Regions from separate parts of the Mus musculus genome. Here region 1 is linked to region 2. Evidence: chromatin contacts called from public HiChIP or PLAC-seq data. All regions are on one chromosome and are shown on one strand. Each heading gives the region's core, a stretch centred on a gene start, on an enhancer-like site or on the middle of the called end of the contact. The rest is flanking DNA. Distances are from core to core; before and after follow the strand shown.

Region 1 (3,888 bases), core at 825-3,324, 100 kb after region 2:
GGCTTTTGTGGTACTAGAGTGCTGTTATGGGGATCATTTGATGACTTTGCTGTTTTTCTGCTGTACAGCCTGTGAGTGGATGCTTTCTCTGAGAGTTACTTACATGTTTTAACAAGTTCTTTTTTGCAACTTAGATCCTGGTTTTATAGATTTTTGTAAATATTTTATTTTTCTGAGACTTAAAAATTGCCAAGCACATCTTTCACAGTTTTCCTTCCCCAGAGGTTTACATTTTGACACCATTTTTCTTGCTTGGTGTGTGTTTTGCACCTTTGGATTGTTTTGATGTTTGTCCTTCACCTCCTCAGCTTCAGTTCCACTGTAGTTAGGAAACCTTTCCTCCAGCTGGCACTTTTTTTCCCTGAATGCCAGCCGAAGTTGTCTAGGTGTGAAGTGTTGCTTTTTCTTTCTGTATGCATCTTAGTGGCACACTAGTGATAAGCTCCCAGTGAGCTGCTAACAGGCTTTTCTGTCTCTTGCATTACCAGGCAGAATGCACTGTTTAGATTCAAGGTCACCTGAAAAATCACAGTGAAGCCAGGCCGAGTGAGCTGAGATAACAAGCTAGCTACATTTGATTCACCTTAGCACCCTGTCCAGGATGTCCAATTTCCTTCTTCCTTACAGAGACTCAGATCTGCTCTCATTAGGAGGTCATGGCCTCGCCATCTGAATTACTTACTGTCTTTGTAATGGTTTGTGATTTTTGCCTTGACAAAAACCTGTTTGTCTCCAAGTTCCTTTCATTGTAACTTTTGGATTTGGTATTCATCCTCAGCAAGCTTACTATTTTAAATACCATTATAACTCTATAAATAATGAAGTAAATCAGACACACTGTAGAAATCCAGAAGGTACTAAACATACCTCTTGTGCCCAAGTCAGGGTTAAGGAGCCATTAACAACCTTTGTCCTCCTTTGCATCCCTCATCTGATGCTCTGAACTGATGATCCTCCTCCAGTCTCTTCCTGACCTGTAGGGGCTCTTCTTCCTTTCAAGTTCTTTCCTTCTCAGCTCGTCTTCCTTTGTTACTAGGTACCCGGTGGCCTAAGGTCCTTTGGCCATTCCACTCTTGTTTTTCTATGTCTGAGATGTTCATAAAATGACCTGAACAGTTTTACATTTCATTGCTTTATAGATGCATTCCAATTGACATAAAAAACTTAGTTCATTTCTTACTGCCTCTGTTACCTTTGCATGTTGAGTAAGAGTCAGTTTTGCTGAGAGATAACTAGGCTTTTTTGTCTTTGGCAAGTGGTGCGTAATGCTCGCACATGGTATCGTAATCAAGTGTGTGAGTTGATTTGCGATAGGCACCAGAAAGTAGGGGCTCAGAGGATCTAGGTTCAGGTATTGCTTTGGGGTCCAAAAGTTACAGCTTGATACCTCCCACCCTGTTTCCCTTAATTTTTATCTAGTGGCCTCCAGTTGGCCTGTGTGAGTTTGATGTAAAATTTATTTATTACTTTAATTTCTAGTGAAGTTGAGCATCTTTCATCACTCTGATATCCTGTTCTTTGAATCTTTTCTTCGTATGCTCTACATTTACTTTTTGTATTTTCCCTTTATATTGATTTCTGGCACTTTTTATAGTTTGTGCATTAGTGTTTTGAGAACTAAGCATTACAATTACTTTTCTAATCTTTGTTACACTCAGTTCTGTTAGTGTTTTAGTTTGTTGCTTGTATCTATAGTTGATGTTGAGTGTCAGCCTGATAGATTGAGCCAAGCCTAGGACCTCAGTAACAAGCACTTCTGGGTGTTTCTTTCCAGAGTGGATTAACTGAGGGCAGAGCTGCCCTGACTGTGGACTGTACCATTCAGAGACTGAGAGGCAGATAAAGTGAATGTGGGAACGAAAATCAGGTGTACACAGCTGTAATCCCAGTACTCCGGAGGTCAGGAGTTAAAGGTGCTTTTGGCCTACACAGAAGAGCCCTGTTTTCAAATTTTGGGGATTGAGAATGTACTCCAGTGGTAGAGTGTTAGCATAGCATGTGCAGCCTTGGGCTAGATCTCTAGAGTTGCACTTCACCCAACTCCAGCAAGAAGGGGGCGGAAACCTGAGGGTGGAGGTACTGTGGGAAGCCTGTTGGCATAGACAGACATCCTGTCTTTCTGTTTCCTGACCACTGATATGACACCATGATAAGAGTTTCTCTCCTGTGTCACGTCCTCCTGCCCCAAGTCAGAGGGAATCCCTCTTTAAAATGATTTCTGCCATGTATTTTTAGTGGTGGAAAAAGCCTGTTAAGACCGTGAGTTTTATTTGTGTTGTTTCTATTCTCTGGGCTGATTTGGTTTGTCTTCCTTCATGTCAGAATCACACTGTTAAATGAGAACAGTTCTAATGTGTCTTTGAAATTTAATAAAGTGAACCTTCTCTGAAACTTTCAGGTCAGCTTATCAAGTTTCAAACATCCTTCCAAAATAATCTAATATCAAGCAATTTCTAACAACTCTTGGAATTATGATTGGAACCTCACTGAATTTACAGTTTTCAGTGCGGTAACAGTCATCTGTTCCTTTATGTACTTTTAAATGTCTTCTGGTACAGTTGATGGCTTTCATAGACATAATCTTTAGATTTACTCTTGTTACTGTAGCTCTGGCTGGCCCAGAACTTGCTGTATAGACTAGGCTGGCCTCAAGCTCAGACATCCACTTGCCTTTGCCTCCAAAGTGCTGGAATTATAGGTGTTGCCACCATGCCCCATTTCTAGTTCCACCTCCCCATTTTTGTCCCCCCCAAAACTTTTAATTCAAAAAATAGGTTCTTTCGGGTATCCTCTGTTGATAAGCCTATAATTAGCAAATGCTGCATTAATGCTGCCCAAGTCTGTTCCTTTTAATTTTTCTTGTACTAACAACATTGAAGCCCTTCCTTGTTCTTGGTCATTTTTATGCTAGTGTGTGGAAGAGAGGTAGATTTGATTTTTAAGGACCAAAAAGTCTTAACTATAGTCCTTATAAAGGTTAAATATCTAGTTCCAACAAGCAACCTCTTATAGGGTAGACACTTTGTTCCTTTGTAGTCTTGTTAGTTGTACTGACATGTGAAGATCACTTTCATGTCAGCTGAAAGATTAATTTATAAGAATGGCTTTGATATATATATATGTGTGTATATATATATATATATATATATATATATATATATATATATATATATACACGCACACACACACACACACATATCCCTTCTTAATGGGGCTTCTGAGGGAGGCTATTCAGAACTGGAAATGTACTCAGTATTTAATATATTTCTGTAACTGAAACTACTGTAACTGAAACTACTCTGTTTGGATGCTTACGGTAACCTGAATCCTTCTTGATGTGTGAGTTGTCTTATACTTTGTTATAACATGGCTTAAGAGAATAACTTGATAAACCACTTTATACTTCATGCTGTTTCCTTCATCAGTAGAAGTATCATCATACCTTACCATCTAAATGGCTACTAGAATTAAGTAATTCCCAGAAGGCATTCAGAAGCGTCTGATCCCTGGGATTGGCCGTCTATGGGCTGCCACCTACTGCCTTTCTGGAAATTTCTTTAAATTCTAGAAAGATACTAGTACAACTGCATTTCCAGCCCTATAGTAACTCTTCTTGGCTTAGTACTTGCATGGATGACTAGCTAGTGTTCTGGGTTTTACTTTCTGTGATTTTTTTTTTTCCCCTCCTCTGCAGCCTATTCTGGTTGGCCTGGAAATTATGTTAATGATTGTTACTCCTAGGGGCTGGAGAGATGGCTCAGAGGTTAAGAGTTCAATTTCCAGCAACCACATGGTGGCTCACAACCATCTGTAATGGGATCTGATGCCTTTTTCTGGAGTCTCTGAAGACAGCTACAGTGTACTTGTCATATATATAAAAAATAAGAT
Region 2 (3,922 bases), core at 3-2,502:
TAAGACCCACTTTGTAGAAGGGAACTCATGTCTGGGAGTGGAAACCTATTCCTAAAGCTTTTTAGCATGCAGACGCTGTGTCTTCTGAACGGCCTTTTACCCTGAAGCTGCACTATCTCATGGCTGTGACTTAGTTTCAGATCATATGATCCTCCAGGATGTCTGGTGCAATGGGTTGTATAGAAGGGTGGTGTCAAATCACAGGATCCACATGCAGATGGACTGGTAAATGACCCGGGAACTTGCAGAAGTAGTGCACGCCCATGAGTGGCAACTTCTGCATAGCTGTCGGCAGGCTAGCAGACTCTAAGTCACATCCCAGTTGGAGAGAAATTTAAGCATAATACTGGTCATGAAGGTTTGTGGTTATTTGCCTAAAAGAGGATGGATTTAATTCTTAGAAAAGCTGTCCCCCATTCTATGAACAAGAGAAGGTGCATTAGGCCTGCTCCAAGAACTTGATAATTCTCCACACAGGGCATGTGGAGAGACCAGAAGAGTCCATCGGTGAGAGTCAGCCTGGGAGAGGGCAGCTGTCCAGTGTCATGCTTTGTATTCTCCCCAAACGTTTGCTTTTTAAACAGGAGCCATTTATTTGTGCGATGGTGTTGTTATTCCACCTTAAAACACAAACGTCCTCAGAAAGGTCAGGCAGTGTTCTTCCTGCCTGATTGATGATCTTTCCCTCCTACAGTGGATTTTGCCAAAGATTGATTTAAAGGAGCTGACCTCTTCAAAAGACAAATCTCAGACTGTTTCATCAGCATGAAATTTAAATCATGAAGATCATATATTGTATGTTTCCATTTCTGTGAAATGTTGGACAAGCAGATTAATCTGTACAGGTCCAGAGTAGGTTAGGGGTAGGTTGGCTGGAATGGACAGTATTATTAATCGGGGGATAGAACTTCTTTTAGAAAGAAAATACTCTAAAGTTAGATTGCTCAGAGGGCTTCCCAATAAAAACACACAGTAAAAACATTTGCCCGCACCCTTTTAATGGTCAGTTGTGTAGCTCACGAAGCACATCTCACTGAGTGCACTTAAAAATACTTAGGATGTGCTCTGTGCACACTAAACAACACAAGCAGAAATTCATTTCCACTAACCCCAGTTGTGTTTGTTTGCTAGAAGCCTGGTGAGCATAATGTTCTTCAAACAACTTAACACTCAACCAGCAAAAACGATGGGGGTTTTGTGGCAAAAAAGATTTAGCTCCTCCTTTGAGGAAACCACAATCAAGGAGGGGCAGAAAGATACTGGGCTGGGGAGATGACTCAGTAGGAAAAGTGCTTACTGCAGAAGCACGGGGACCCGAGTTTGATCCCCAACAGCCACAGAAATGCCAGTGCTGTGGTAGTGTGCACCTACAATCCCAGTGCACAGAGGACGAGGAAAATCCCTGAGGTTTGCTGGCAAGCTCGACCAGACCAATCAGGCTCAACCTGCTTGAGCAACCCTGTCTCCAAAAAAAAAAAGGTGTAGGGTGGGAAACAATTAAAGAAAACACCTGACATTTGTGAGCACACACACACTTGGCACATAAGAACATGTGAGAGAGAGAGACAGACAGAGAGAGAGAGAGAGAGAGAGAGAGAGAGAGAGAGAGAGAGAGAGAATAGAGAGACAGAGATTAGTGCCTTGGTGGGCAGAGGGAATGTGAGATTCTGAGATGGTTTCTTGGCGAAGTCAGCATGAGCTTTGACTTGGAAAGCATTAGATTTAAGTACAGGGTATTAGGAGAGCAAGCAGAGCCGAGCAGCCTCCGACCCTTGCAAGCTGGCTGTGGCTTTCTTGGAAGGAGGCTTCAGCCCAGGTGAGATTCTCAGTCTTGCCAGGGAGAGCAGTCCTAGGGAGAGAGGCTACCTGAGCTGCTGCCTCAGCCACCGTTCTTCAGGAGAGTACGTAATTTGGAAGAAGTGAAAGAGAAAAATAAAGAAATCGTTAAAGGGTGAGACCTCCATTGTCCTTCTCTACCTCTTCAGCCTCCCCCCTCAGGATCAGACGCTCCTGTATGCCATTAGGATCAGTTCCCACAAGCATGACGTGAAGCCCACAGAGATGGATACAAGGCCCTCTTCCCACTGAGGGAAGTGCTCCGAGAAACACCACTGATGTGGGCTTCTCACAGAGAATGTGGATGGAAACTCACAAAGGCCAGATGGCTGTCATAGGCCAGTGGTTCTCAACCTTCCTAATGCTGTGACCCTTTGATACAGTTCCTCATATTGTGGTGACCCCCAAATCATAAAATTATTTGGTTGCTACTTCATAACTGTGATTTTGCTACTGTTATGAATTGTAGTGAAAATATCCAATACACAGAATATCTGATAGAGGACCTCCAAAATAGTTAAGACCCACAGGTTGAGAACTGATATTCTAAAGTATTTATTTTTAACTGAGAGCTCTAAAGATCTGAGCTGGGGAGGTGGCTCCAGAAGCTAAAGTGCTCTCCACACAAGCATAAGGATCCGAGCTTGATCGTCAGCACCCATGTAAGAAGCCAGGCGTGATGGTGTGTACTTACACAGGTGGGTCCCGTGAGCTTACTGCCTAGCCATCTGTCTTAGTCAGGGTTTCTATTCCTGCACAAACATCATGACCAAGAAGCAAGTTGGGGAGGAAAGGGTTTATTCGGCTTATACTTCCATGCTGCTGTTCATCACCAAAGGAAGTCAGGACTGGAACTCAAGCAGGTCAGGGAGCAGGAGCTGATGCAGAGGCCATGGAGGGATGTTCTTTACTGGCTTGCCCTCCCCTGGCTTGCTCAGCCTGCTCTCTTATAGAACCCAAGACTACCAGCCCAGAGATGGTCCCACCCACAAGGGGCCTTTCCCCCTTGATCACTAATTGAGAAAATGCCTTAGAGTTCGATCTCATGAAGGCATTTCCTCAACTGAAGCTCCTTTCTCTGTGATAACCCCAGCTGTGTTAAGTTGACACAAAACTAGCCAGTACAATTGACCCCTTGTCAACTTGACACACAAACACATCACTAGTAAGCCTCAACCCTTACATTCTTATTCATCCCCAAGATCTAAATAACTTTAAAAGTCCCACAGTCTTTACATATTCTTAAAATTTCAATCTCTTTAAAATATCCATCTCTTTTAAAATCCAAAGTCTTTTTACAATTAAAAGTCTCTTAACTGTGGGCTCCACTAAAACAGTTTCTTCCTTCAAGAGGGAAAATATCAGGGCACAGTCACAATCAAAAGCAAAAGTCAATCTCCAACTGTCCAATGTCTGGGATCCAACTTACGATCTTCTGGGCTCCTCCAAGGGCTTGGGTCACTTCTCCAGCCATGCCCTTTGTAGCACACGCGTCATCCTCTAGGCTCCAGATGCCTGTACTCCACTGCTGCTGCTGCTCTTGGTGGTCATCTCATGGTACTGGCATCTCCAAAACACTGCATGACCCCTTCAGTCCTGGGCCTTCAATTGCAACTGAGGCTGCACCTTCACCAATGGCCTTCCATGGCCTCTCACAGTGCCGAGCCTCAGCTGCTTTGCGTGACCCCTTCATGCCTTCAAAACCAGTACCACCTGGGTGACCCTTACATATTACCAAGTCCCGCTGCAGCAGGAGTACAACCTTGGCCATCTCTGGAACACAGCCTCTTTGTGCTTTCAGAAAACACTTCCCAGAAGATGTCACCTCAATGATGCTGGTCTCTTCTTAATCACCGCTAATTTCTTAGCTCCAGCTAACCAGCATCAATAGTCCCAGTAATGCAAAGTTTTTGCTTTAGTAGTTCTGGTATCTTGTTAATCACAGCTGATTCTTCAGCCCCAGCTAACCAGAACTACAGAATCTTCACAATCAAAACAGCAATGGCTCTGAAAAGAGTCTTTAATTTTCCCTCTGAAATTTCACAAACCAGACCTCCATCTTCTGCACTGTTCTCAACATTATCTT

What was found. HiChIP or PLAC-seq counts read pairs in DNA pulled down with a chosen protein or histone mark.
Region 1: a contact with region 2 is called in a CTCF HiChIP or PLAC-seq map of CD8 T cells, with 8 read pairs. The contact joins two enhancer-like sites. A contact is called at or near these places in 1 of 15 datasets of contacts at CTCF or cohesin (CD8 T cells), 2 of 484 Hi-C or Micro-C datasets (the AML12 cell line and Sertoli cells) and 2 of 115 datasets of contacts at active chromatin or transcription factors (CD8 T cells and embryonic stem cells).

What each region holds. Positions count from the first base shown.
Region 1 is chr3:84,846,912-84,850,799 of GRCm38.p6, forward strand. All of the region lies in intron 1 of Fbxw7 (F-box and WD-40 domain protein 7), which reads left to right. All of the region lies in intron 3 of Gm40080 (a long non-coding RNA gene), which reads right to left. Among named protein-coding and RNA genes, the nearest start is that of Gm40080, 30 kb to the right of the region's middle. Within about 2 kb of position 2,075, at least 26 of the 459 cell types and tissues checked have an H3K27ac peak or open chromatin away from gene starts, as enhancers often do. A contact at or near this core is called in CD8 T cells, where this site is marked.
Region 2 is chr3:84,748,144-84,752,065 of GRCm38.p6, forward strand. All of the region lies in intron 2 of Gm40079 (a long non-coding RNA gene), which reads left to right. Among named protein-coding and RNA genes, the nearest start is that of Gm40079, 5.1 kb to the left of the region's middle. Within about 2 kb of position 1,253, at least 43 of the 459 cell types and tissues checked have an H3K27ac peak or open chromatin away from gene starts, as enhancers often do. A contact at or near this core is called in CD8 T cells, where this site is marked.